Linked DNA regions of Danio rerio: regions 2 and 3 are each linked to region 1. The links are chromatin contacts, called in public Micro-C maps. All regions are on one chromosome and are shown on one strand. The core of a region is the stretch at or near the end of the contact, and the rest is flanking DNA. Distances in the headings are between cores, read along the strand shown.

The links. A called contact is a pair of places that touch in the nucleus more often than the background predicts.
Region 2: a contact with region 1 is called in a Micro-C map of caudal fin, with 6 times the contacts expected there. The contact joins the promoter of optn here to the promoter of erc1b in region 1. A contact is called at or near these places in 1 of 18 Hi-C or Micro-C datasets (caudal fin) and 2 of 4 datasets of contacts at active chromatin or transcription factors (caudal fin and embryo).
Region 3: a contact with region 1 is called in a Micro-C map of caudal fin, with 5 times the contacts expected there. The contact joins the enhancer-like site here to the promoter of erc1b in region 1. A contact is called at or near these places in 2 of 18 Hi-C or Micro-C datasets (caudal fin and hematopoietic stem cells) and 1 of 4 datasets of contacts at active chromatin or transcription factors (caudal fin).

The regions. Positions count from the first base shown.
Region 1 is chr4:8,699,662-8,703,123 of GRCz12tu, forward strand. It overlaps erc1b (ELKS/RAB6-interacting/CAST family member 1b), which reads left to right and starts at 1,590. Exons shown (of 21, transcript XR_012401815.1): 1 at 1,590-1,775. LOC141381588 (a long non-coding RNA gene) reads right to left here and starts at 2,546. Exons shown (of 5, transcript XR_012401884.1): 1 at 1,761-2,546; 2 at 1,553-1,627.
Region 2 is chr4:8,501,276-8,504,737 of GRCz12tu, forward strand. optn (optineurin) reads left to right here and starts at 1,875. Exons shown (of 14, transcript NM_001100066.2): 1 at 1,875-2,062.
Region 3 is chr4:8,539,981-8,543,442 of GRCz12tu, forward strand. All of the region lies in intron 24 of wnk1b (WNK lysine deficient protein kinase 1b), which reads right to left. Among named protein-coding and RNA genes, the nearest start is that of si:ch211-240l19.5, 11 kb to the left of the region's middle. Within about 2 kb of position 1,516, at least 7 of the 62 cell types and tissues checked have an H3K27ac peak or open chromatin away from gene starts, as enhancers often do. A contact at or near this core is called in caudal fin, where this site is marked.

The sequences.
Region 1 (3,462 bases), core at 340-2,839:
TCTAGTCTAATATTATTTACTGTCATCATGGCAAAGAGAAAATAAATCAGTGTCAGTCTGTCTATCTATCTATCTATCTATCTATCTATCTATCTATCTATCTATCTATCTGTCTGTCTGTCTGTCTGTTTGTCCGTCCGTCCGTCCGTCCGTCCGTCCGTCCGTCCGTCCGTCCGTCCGTCTATCTATCTATCTATCTATCTATCTATCTATCTATCTATCTATCTATCTATCTATCTATCTATCTATCTATCTATCTATCTATCTATCTATCTATCTATCTATCTATCTATCTATCTATCTATCTATCTATCTATCTATCTATCTAACAAACGTACAAATAGATAAAATAAGTATATAAATAAATAATTGGCAATATTTTATGCCTGTATTATTTTCTAGCAGCATATGATTCTGTTCATATGATTGATGGTGTGAAAATTTCAAGTTAATTTTTATTTAATACACATTTACACACACACACAAGTATTTTATGAACATTAAATATAACTAAATGTTATAACAAATATTTACTAATTATGTATATGTAATATATTATAATTATTATAATTACTATATTCACATTTATCATTTATTATTCACAGGAGGGAGAACAGTACAGTATGTGTGTGTGTGTGTGTGTGTGTGTGTGTGTGTGTGTGTGTGTGTGTGTGTGTGTGTGTGTGTGTGTGTGTGTGTGTGTGTATGTATATATATATATATATATATATATATATACACACACACACACACACACACACACACACATACATATCCATATATATAAATTATTATAATTATTGTATATTACATAAAAACAATTATTACACATTTATTATAACATTTAATTTAAAACAATACAATTAAATATTTAAATTTTAAATGTAAATATGTTTTCCCAGTGATGGGTTGCAGCTGGAAGGGCATCCGCTGCGTAAAACATATGCTGAATAAGTTGCCGGTTCATTCTGCTGTGGCGACCCCAGATTATTAAAGGGACTAAGCCAAAAAGAAAATGAATAAATGAAAATATTTCTAAAATGATTTTGTGTATATTTATGAAATAATAAAATAACTTTTAATTTTCACACCATAAATCATGAACAGAATATACACACCTCACAAATGTCTCTCTCTAGATTCATATTTTCTAAAGGATGTATTTGTGTAAGGTCCAAGTACTAGTACTTGGCCAAGTACTAGAATTAGTACAGTAAAATTTAAATTTTGGAGAAAAATAAATATATTTTTATTAAACAGGAAAAATCAAGAGAAACATTAAAGAAATGGTTGAAAATGTGTAGTTTGTAATTGTTGTTTGCAATAATTCTTTAATTTAAATGTATTATCTTTCTATTCCTTAAGATGAGGTGACCTAACTCTTACCCTGATGAATATAAATTAAATTTTTTTTTTTAAATGTTTAAATTGAGAAATCTTAATTTTCAAAAGGGGTACACTCCTTTATGCTGACCACTGTGAACTTAGAAGAATATAACCAGCACTTCACCCAGCCTTAATGGTGTCACTTCGCATAAGCTCGTGCACATACCGCGGTCATGGAGGCCAGTGTCGGGCGCGCGCATCCCGGTTCGTTACGTCACTTGAAGCGCCCTGGCTCTTAGATCTGGCAAAGAGAGGAAGAAAACGACAGAAGTCTCTAAAACAGGGCTTTCCCCTCCGTTACCAGCTCTCAAAGTGATAACGGTCCATCTACAACACTACACACAGGCACAGCCATCTCACCAAACCGGACTAACCTCTTGTAGAAGAAGGTAAGGAGCTTTTCAAAGTGATTTTTCCACAGCTGAAGAGTCTGCTCGGACACAGCCCATTGATAGTGTGGGATTATATGGAGATATATCGGTATATTGCATAATGACAGGCTATATTCGTCCGTATGTGTCCGGACAAACTAAAGGGAAGGTAAATAAACCCGAGATTTCTCAATATGCGCACGAGTGACTCTTCAAATGAAACGCTGTTGCGCCAGCAGGCAATGGAGGAAAAGGAGGAGGGAAAAGAAGGAGAAATACACACACATTCCGTGTTAGGGAGCAGGCAGAGAGTCTCTTTCCATCGCAAGGTTTATGAGTCGACATACACGGACAACCTGGACTCTATTGTGTGGTAAAAGCCGTTGAGAATCCGTCCTAAGCTCCAGCCCAGGCGGTGTCAAGAGGAAGCCCTGTGACTACATGTGCATTTCGCACTTTCATTCCTGATTTATTAGCTTGTCCCTGTGTGAAGCAGGTTTAAATTGTCCGCGAGACGGCTACGGGATTGAATAGTAATTGTTACGAAGTCTCTCCTCACTCTCTGTGACGTCAGCAGGAAAATATGTATCGGTTACAAAATATCGCGGACGCGTAGAATAGTTACAAAGTATCTCCTCGCCGGGAAAATGTTTAGCTAAACTCCAAAGCTAGTGTTTATTGTTGCGCAAAACAAACCTTAAACACACAACAGCTTTGTTTGAAAGCAGAGGATGTTGTTATGGAAGTAGTTTAGTCGAGGGTCAGTCTCGTTTGTAGCTAATGTTGATTGGCTCCGGTGTGTAGAATCCAATAAAGCCCCTCCCTTAATTTTTTGGGGGTAATTAATACACAGAATTTATTACACTAGTTTTGCTTTTCAGTACTAATACCTAAACAATTTTAAATTTAGACACTTTATTTGAAGGGACTTTATTATTATTATTATTATTATTATTGTTGTTATTGTTGTTATTGTTATTATTATATTTATTATTATCCTCAACTATGTGGACACCTATTCATTGTACATATCACTGTCAATTTTACATTGTCGTTGTATTTGCACTGTCTGGATTTTGCCATGTCGTTGTAATTGCACTGTTTGTATTTTGTACTGTCTGGAGCCAGCACCTAAGCTTTTCACTCATCATAGCACACATGCTGCTGATGATGTGACAATAAAAGTGATTTGATTTATTATTATTATTATTATTCATTAATTTTCTTTTCGGCTTAGTTCTTTTATTATTCAGGGGTCGCCACTACGGCAAATTTAGCTTATTCAGTTCACCAAAACCACATGTCTTTAGATATGTTTCCCAGAGGAAACCCACGCTAACAAGGGTAGAACATGCAAACTCCACACAGAAATGTCAACTGACTCAGCCGGGGCTCGAACCAGCGACCTTCTAGCTGTGAAGCGATCATGCTATCCACTGCGCCACCTTAAAGGTAATATTTGTACACTTTCAAAAATAAAGGACACAGGAGCTGTCACTGGGGCTGTACTTTTTCAAAACAGACATATTTGTACCTGAAGGGTCCATAATGTTTCCTCTAAAATGCTAAAATGCACCTTTGAGGGACCACTGTACTACAGTCCTTTATTTCTTATTTTTAATATAACTGTTATCTTTATCTATTAATTATCGGATGTGATCTTTATGAATATACTTCATAGTACAATCTTCAATAATTATTAAAC
Region 2 (3,462 bases), core at 625-3,124, 200 kb before region 1:
TCGGACGCGCTGGAGTTTAAACAGCCAATAGAGGAGCTGCGTCCTGCGTTTATCACCAGCCGCACAGCTGCATTCTCTTTTTGGACTAATTTTCTGTCCTTATATACAGTTAAGGTCAGAATTATTAGCCCTCCTGGATTATTAACCCCCTTGTATATTTCCCCCCAATTTCTGTTTAATGCAAAGAAACACATTTCTAAACATAATAGTTTTAATAACTCATTTCTAAGAATTGATTACTGATTACGATTGATTTGACTAGATATTTTTCAATATATTAGTATTCAGCTTAAAGTGCAATTTAAAGGCTCAATTAGGTTGATTAGGCTAACTAAGTTAGGGTAATTAGGCAAATCATTGCATAATGATGGTTTGTTCTGTAGACAATCAAAAAATATATTGCTTAAGGGGGCTAATAATTTTGACCTTACATTTTTTAAATTAAAAACTGCTTTTATTCCAGCCAAAAATATAACATATAAGACTTTCTCCAGAAGAAAAAAAATATTATCAGACATGCTGTAAAAAATGCCTTGCTCTGTTAATCATCATTTCGTCATGCACCTTGGAATTATACGGTTCTATCTGTGTTCTGAATGATTGAGATATTGAGCTTTAAAGTTTTTGCATTCCATTTAGCAAACAGTATGTGGGTACCATTTGTTTTCAAAATAAAACATCTTAAAATGTAGACAACTTGTAAAAAAAATCCCATAATGTAAATAAGGTGTCATTTAATAAAAATATGTTAATAACTCAATTTTGACAAAAAAAGTCACATAACCTTATAATTCTAAGTCAAAAAGTCAACCTTATAATTCTAAGGTGACGATTTATATAAATAACTCTGTATGTATACTGTAACAGACCACCGACTGTGAGAATTCACTTTACACCAAAACTGCTGAATTCAATAAGCTAAATTGGCTGTATTGTAAGTGTGTGAATGATTGTATGGTTGTTTCCCAGCACTGGTTCGCAACTAAAAAGGCATTCGCTGAGCAAAACATATGCTGAATAAGTTGGCAGTTCATTCCGCTGTGGTGACCCCTGATGAATAAAGGGACTAAGCCTAAGGAAAATGAATGAATAATTATGTTTTTAGTGCATGATCACTTTTTTATTATTTAATAACTACAAATCAGAATAAGAATGCATTTGATGGATGATGGATCATGCATTTAATATCCCTGAAAAGTATTAGGCCTTCCTCAAAGTTTTATTTGGACACTAAAAAGGACGTCCTTGACCCATGTGCATTTAGATCTGTTTCTGTGGCTCCATCTAGTGCACAAACAAAGTCAATACATTCCATGAAAATTCAATGCATCCTCATTTCATTATCTTACAAATACTAATGATTGTGTATTAAAATACCATAACTGCACTGCTCCAATTAGTATTTTGGTCTTTGTATTTGATCATCTTCTCTATTTTATATATCCATGTTAGTTTATTGATTTTTTTAATTATTGTATAATAATTGTATATATGTCGTACAGTGACCTTGAGTTTCTTGAAAGACGCTTTGAATAAAATGTATTATTATTGCTATTATTATTTTTATTATTATTATTGTTATTATTATTATTATTATTATTATTATTATTATTATTATTATTATGTTTTCTGTATTGAAGCACATTATGCCAAAGCTATTTATAAAAGTTATGGAAAGAAAGTGCCAGGCTTTTTTTTTTCACCCACAGCATTTCCACATAAATAGGAAATCATGATGACTGTCATACTAAAATCAATATAGGGGTCTCGAAAAGCCCCTCGATTCGGCCTATATCTGAGTGCGTCACGCGGAATGACCTCAGCAGGGAAATCCCGTCCGCGTCATGACGCACTCCGTCAGCTGATTCAATGCAGTGAATGGAAGCAGCGCTACAGTAGATCCATATGAAGGTGGATAGACATAAACCTGTGTCAGGCTGACTGTAACGCACCAATCATTCTTGATATCATATATGTGCGTTTAGCGCTTTCCACTGACGTTTGGATCAGGAAGAGCAGCATTTCCCAAAACAAGTTGCTGTACACAAGACGCGATCGCCTGGTGAGTATGACAGTGCTATTAAATGCAAAAAGTTATTTAAAACTTGACATAAACGAATATCAATATATATATTGCCTATAATATGCGGCGCACTTATGAAACACATTGGAGCGGAGATTAACTATTATTTAATTTCTATCGCAAATGTCCTTGTTAACTTTCGTTTTCTCGTGACCAATTGTCTTGTGAAACGTCTCGGTGAGATTTTGTAACTGTCAGAATTTAGATAAGCGGACAGTCTCATGAGGAAACCTGAGTAAAGCATTGTTTACCACTCATGTATGTGTGTTTCCACATGTTCCCCAAATGACAGATTATAGAGAACTGTTTCGTGATCTTATCGCACTCTTATGAAGTAGTTTGGAGCTACAAAATAGCTTTGAATGGCCTTCTTTACTCATAGTGCCAATCTTTCAAAGCATCTATCCGAAGTTCGAGTAAATCCATATTTGATTAGTCAGCGAATAACACCACTTTATATCACCTTATATACAATGCAATACTTTCTCCATACGCGTCTGCACACAGCAACCTGTATATTTATAACAAATCTGTACATACAATTCAACATCCAGATGTTTTTGACCAACTGCATCTCTGTTTAATGTTTATTGTCTTTTATTTATATTTATTTTCGTGTTGTCACTTTATGTACACTGGATGCTTCTGTAGCCAAAACAAATTCCTTGTGTGTGAACTGAAGCACACTTGGCAATAAAATTAATTCTGATTCATATTGGCGTAAAGTTGGTTTAATATTCGCACTTCTTTCTTAATAATGTAATTTTAGAAAAATATTCTTTGAAAATTCTAAATATCATATTTGCAGCCAATGACTATCAAAGTACAACATTGTTCACAATTAAATAATTAGTGCTAATCTTGTTTTTAAGTCATACTTGCATGCAATTTTAGACCGAATATTAAAAGTAGCTTGGAAAAAACAATATAGGGAGGCTGTCACAAGTTTTCAGTGTTCAACAATGAATCAATGTGTGAATATAAAACCAACATCTGACCAGAGGAGAAATGGTCGTGCCCAACTGAGCCTGGTTTCTCTCTAGTTTTTCTTTTTCCTTCACTTTCGTCAATTGGTGAAGTTTATTCCTCAGCACTGACTCGCTTGTTTTGGGAGTTGTGCTCTTCAGTGTTTGGACTTTAAGTGAAATTAACCCACACTGACCTGAACTAAACTGAACTTCAACTCTGAAAACTGGACTGACACTGTTTCAATTTACAGGAAGACACAATCTACATTGTAAAAGCGCTAAAGAAATAAACATGAATTGAATTGAACTTTTCCTTTAATGTGAATCACTAAATGATTAGATCAACTGACTGAGCAAACTAGCATCAGCACATACTTTGCAGGATAGTCTTAATATCACTGCATATTTAGC
Region 3 (3,462 bases), core at 266-2,765, 160 kb before region 1:
AAAATAAAACTCTCGCTGTTTTTAGTGGGTTTGAAGATTTTAGACCTTTTTAAAAGGAATTACTACTGTTCATAACAAAAGTCCAGTGTTTATTCTATGGCAGAGATGCTTAAAGTAGGAACCGCGGGCGAAAGTTAGCGCATTGTAACCTTTGATTTGGCCCACCATCGCATCTAACAGAAAAATCGAGGGAGGGGGTGGGGGAGAGTACATTTTCTAATTTGACATAACCTTTTTTGTTTCTTTTATTTATTATTTAATATTTTTATTTATTATTTTTACATATTTATAAATGCAAATACTGCCACTCAACAGATTGACTACACAGAAGACATCGACTAGCAAATCAAGGCAAAAACTGGTGTAATTTTGTTATAAACGAGGTTTCGTTTTTACTGTAATAATATATATATATATATATATATATATATATATATATATATATATATATATATATATATATATATATATATAAAACTTTATTAGTTAATATAAAACAATGTTTTCTAGTCATTTTTAACATTATAAAATAAATTTGGAAATTACAAGTCAACTATAATTACCTTCAGCCCACTAGCCTCAATTGAAGTTTGGTTTTTGACACTTATTAACAAAAAGTTTGGGCACCCCTGTTCTGTAGTCTCTTCTTGTTGAAGCATACAATTTATTTAGTTCAGTTCCTCAGATGAAAAGCTATAAATGATCTTCAAATTTGCTCTGAAATAAATCATCTTAAAACATTTTTTTTGCAGTGCATGCATCATTTAAAGCTATGAAGTCTTAAATTTAAAAGTACACATATTTTAACAATTTGAAGCCCTTCGACTGTAAATTAAGCCTTTTTAACCTTCTTTTAAATAGAGTTGAATGAAATCTTAAACATTTAATACAGATTATGCAAAGGGTATGCAAAACATCGGAGCACAACTGCATATATAATGTCATGTGTATATATAAAAACAAAAGTCATGGCAGTGAGGCCCTATCGAGCACCTGGGCGTCCGCTCTGAGGCTAAAGTGACACTTTTATCACTCTGACTCCAACCTGCAAAACAGGTCACGATGACAGCGTTAAAACACCATCTCTGACTTTCCATTACAGCACAATCGCAGTGCTCTGCTTCAGCATGGACTTCATTAACATGCTTGCTTGCGTTCTTGCAACACAAGAGGGAGCAAAAGGCTGTTGAAACGGCAAAAGGATTCACTATAAGCTCTGGTATTAGTTTCAAATGAACTGCAATGACTCAAAATTCATGGAGGAGGCTAAACAGATTTGACAGCTGCTATTCAGATATGTTTGATAAGCACTAGTATCTTGAGCATCAGAGCATTAAATAAGCCTCTTTCTGAACACCAAGCATTGCAGTGAAGATTATATGGTACTTATTTAGCAAAAGTAGCTGTGTTAAATGATGATAAATTGGCAAAAATGAGTGGGAATGCCTCAGCTCCTTCATTAGACACTTCACTGTCATGACTAAGAGATTACAGTCTTTCAACATGCACTGCTATAGGCTGATTGGTCCATTTGTCTATGCATGTGTGTTGAGTAACAAAGAGCTGATGCATTTAGAGAGGAACTGTAAGTCAAAAATGAAACTGATGAGAAGAAAAAAAAAAAAGAGAGCACATTTTCAAAGTCAAATCTTGCATGGTTACTTAAAATATCTTGCCAACTACCCAGGCAGCCACCCGGTGACACATATAAGACCTGTTAGGATGGTAAACACGGCCCTTTCCTGAAGGCAGCAACAGAAGGGTGACACATCGCGCAGAGGATAAAGCACCAAAAGGTATTTTTGGGCGATAAAGCTCAGGGCAAGCCATGCTTTGAAAGAGAGCAACTCCTTTTCAACCATGCTGGTGCTGGTGCCAAAGCCGGTACTCAAATTGATCTGATTGCATTTCCACTGATGGAAAAGTATCAAAACTGAAGTGTATGTACAGTAGGTGTGATGGAATTTGTTGTGGGTTTTGTATATATTATTTATAATATATACTTTTTATTTATATGAATATTGGACTGCAACTTTAAGATATAGTTAAAAAGCGAGCAAATAAATTAGAATGATCTAAATAAAAATACATTAGTATAACAAATTTATTTTAATATAATATTAATTAAAATATATATATTAGGTGCAAATAATTGGCCAAAATAATAATAATAATAATAATAATAATAATGATAATAATAATATTAATAACAATAATAATGATATTAATATTAATAATAATAATGATAATAATAATAATGATAATAATGATAATAATAATAATAATAATGTTAGAATAAATATCTAAACCTATAGATTTGCCGTCTACAGATTGAAATGGCTATGCAGCAGCAGCAGCACCACCTGTTGGAAATGGAGTAAGGGAAAAGCTCCACACACACAGCTTGACTTCAGCATTTACTGGATGACCTCCATTCACTTGGTTCAATAATATGACAGCGTCTTCATATCCCATCTGCGGAAACCCACTGTTATAAGTGCCAAGCGTGAGCTCAATACGGCGGCTTGCGCATTTGTACAGTGATTAAGCCTTGTGCACAGCGAGGGAGAAAATCAGCCAGGCCTCATTATTCCCTGGTAATGGGCGAGAAGCTCCATTTCAACAGGATGAGGTCGATGTGCAGTAAGCGGGATGAGTCTTAAGGGGATAAGCAGGAGTGCAGGAGGGAGTCTGAGGCTTGTGTTTGTAATGGGATGAGAGCTCAGACGGGTCCATTTAGAGTGCATTAGGCTGAGTGCGGCGTCGTTGCGCAGCCGAGAGTGACGATCATTACAACACATGCAAGTTCAGTAAATGCCTTACTTTAGGGATGCACAATATTATCAGAATGCTTGATAAATCGGCAAAATGACCAAATATGGAAAATGATGGCTTGTCAATAAGATGAAGTGTTGAAAATGAGCCTGCAGTAACTTAATTGTCCACCAGGAGCGCTAGCAGTAAGATCAGGGCATTCTTGAGGTGAATTACTTGTATTGTGGTTTAGACTAATTGTTTAGGACTGTCAAATAGAAAATTTAAGATGCAATTTTTACTATTAAAAAGCCATTAACTATGTCTTTTAGCTTACTGAACCCCTTTATTTGCTGACAATTAGCAGTTATGGTAGTAGTTGAGTTTAAGCATTGGGTAGGATTATGGATGTATAATAAAATCAAGCATAATATGTAGTTTATCTGAATTAATAAACAGCCAAATATTTTAATAATAAACAGACAATAAGCTAGTTAATAGTGAGACTAGTTAATAGTGAGAATTGGTACTTAAAAAAAGTGATATAAACTTTTAATTGACCCAAAAACACACAAACCCCAAAAACTATTGGTATCGAAATCAGTTATCGGCCAAAAGGATTCATAAATATCGATTTATCGGATATCGACAAAAATGCAATATTGTGCATCTCTAATACATTTAAGATTGCATTTTTAAAAAGAATTT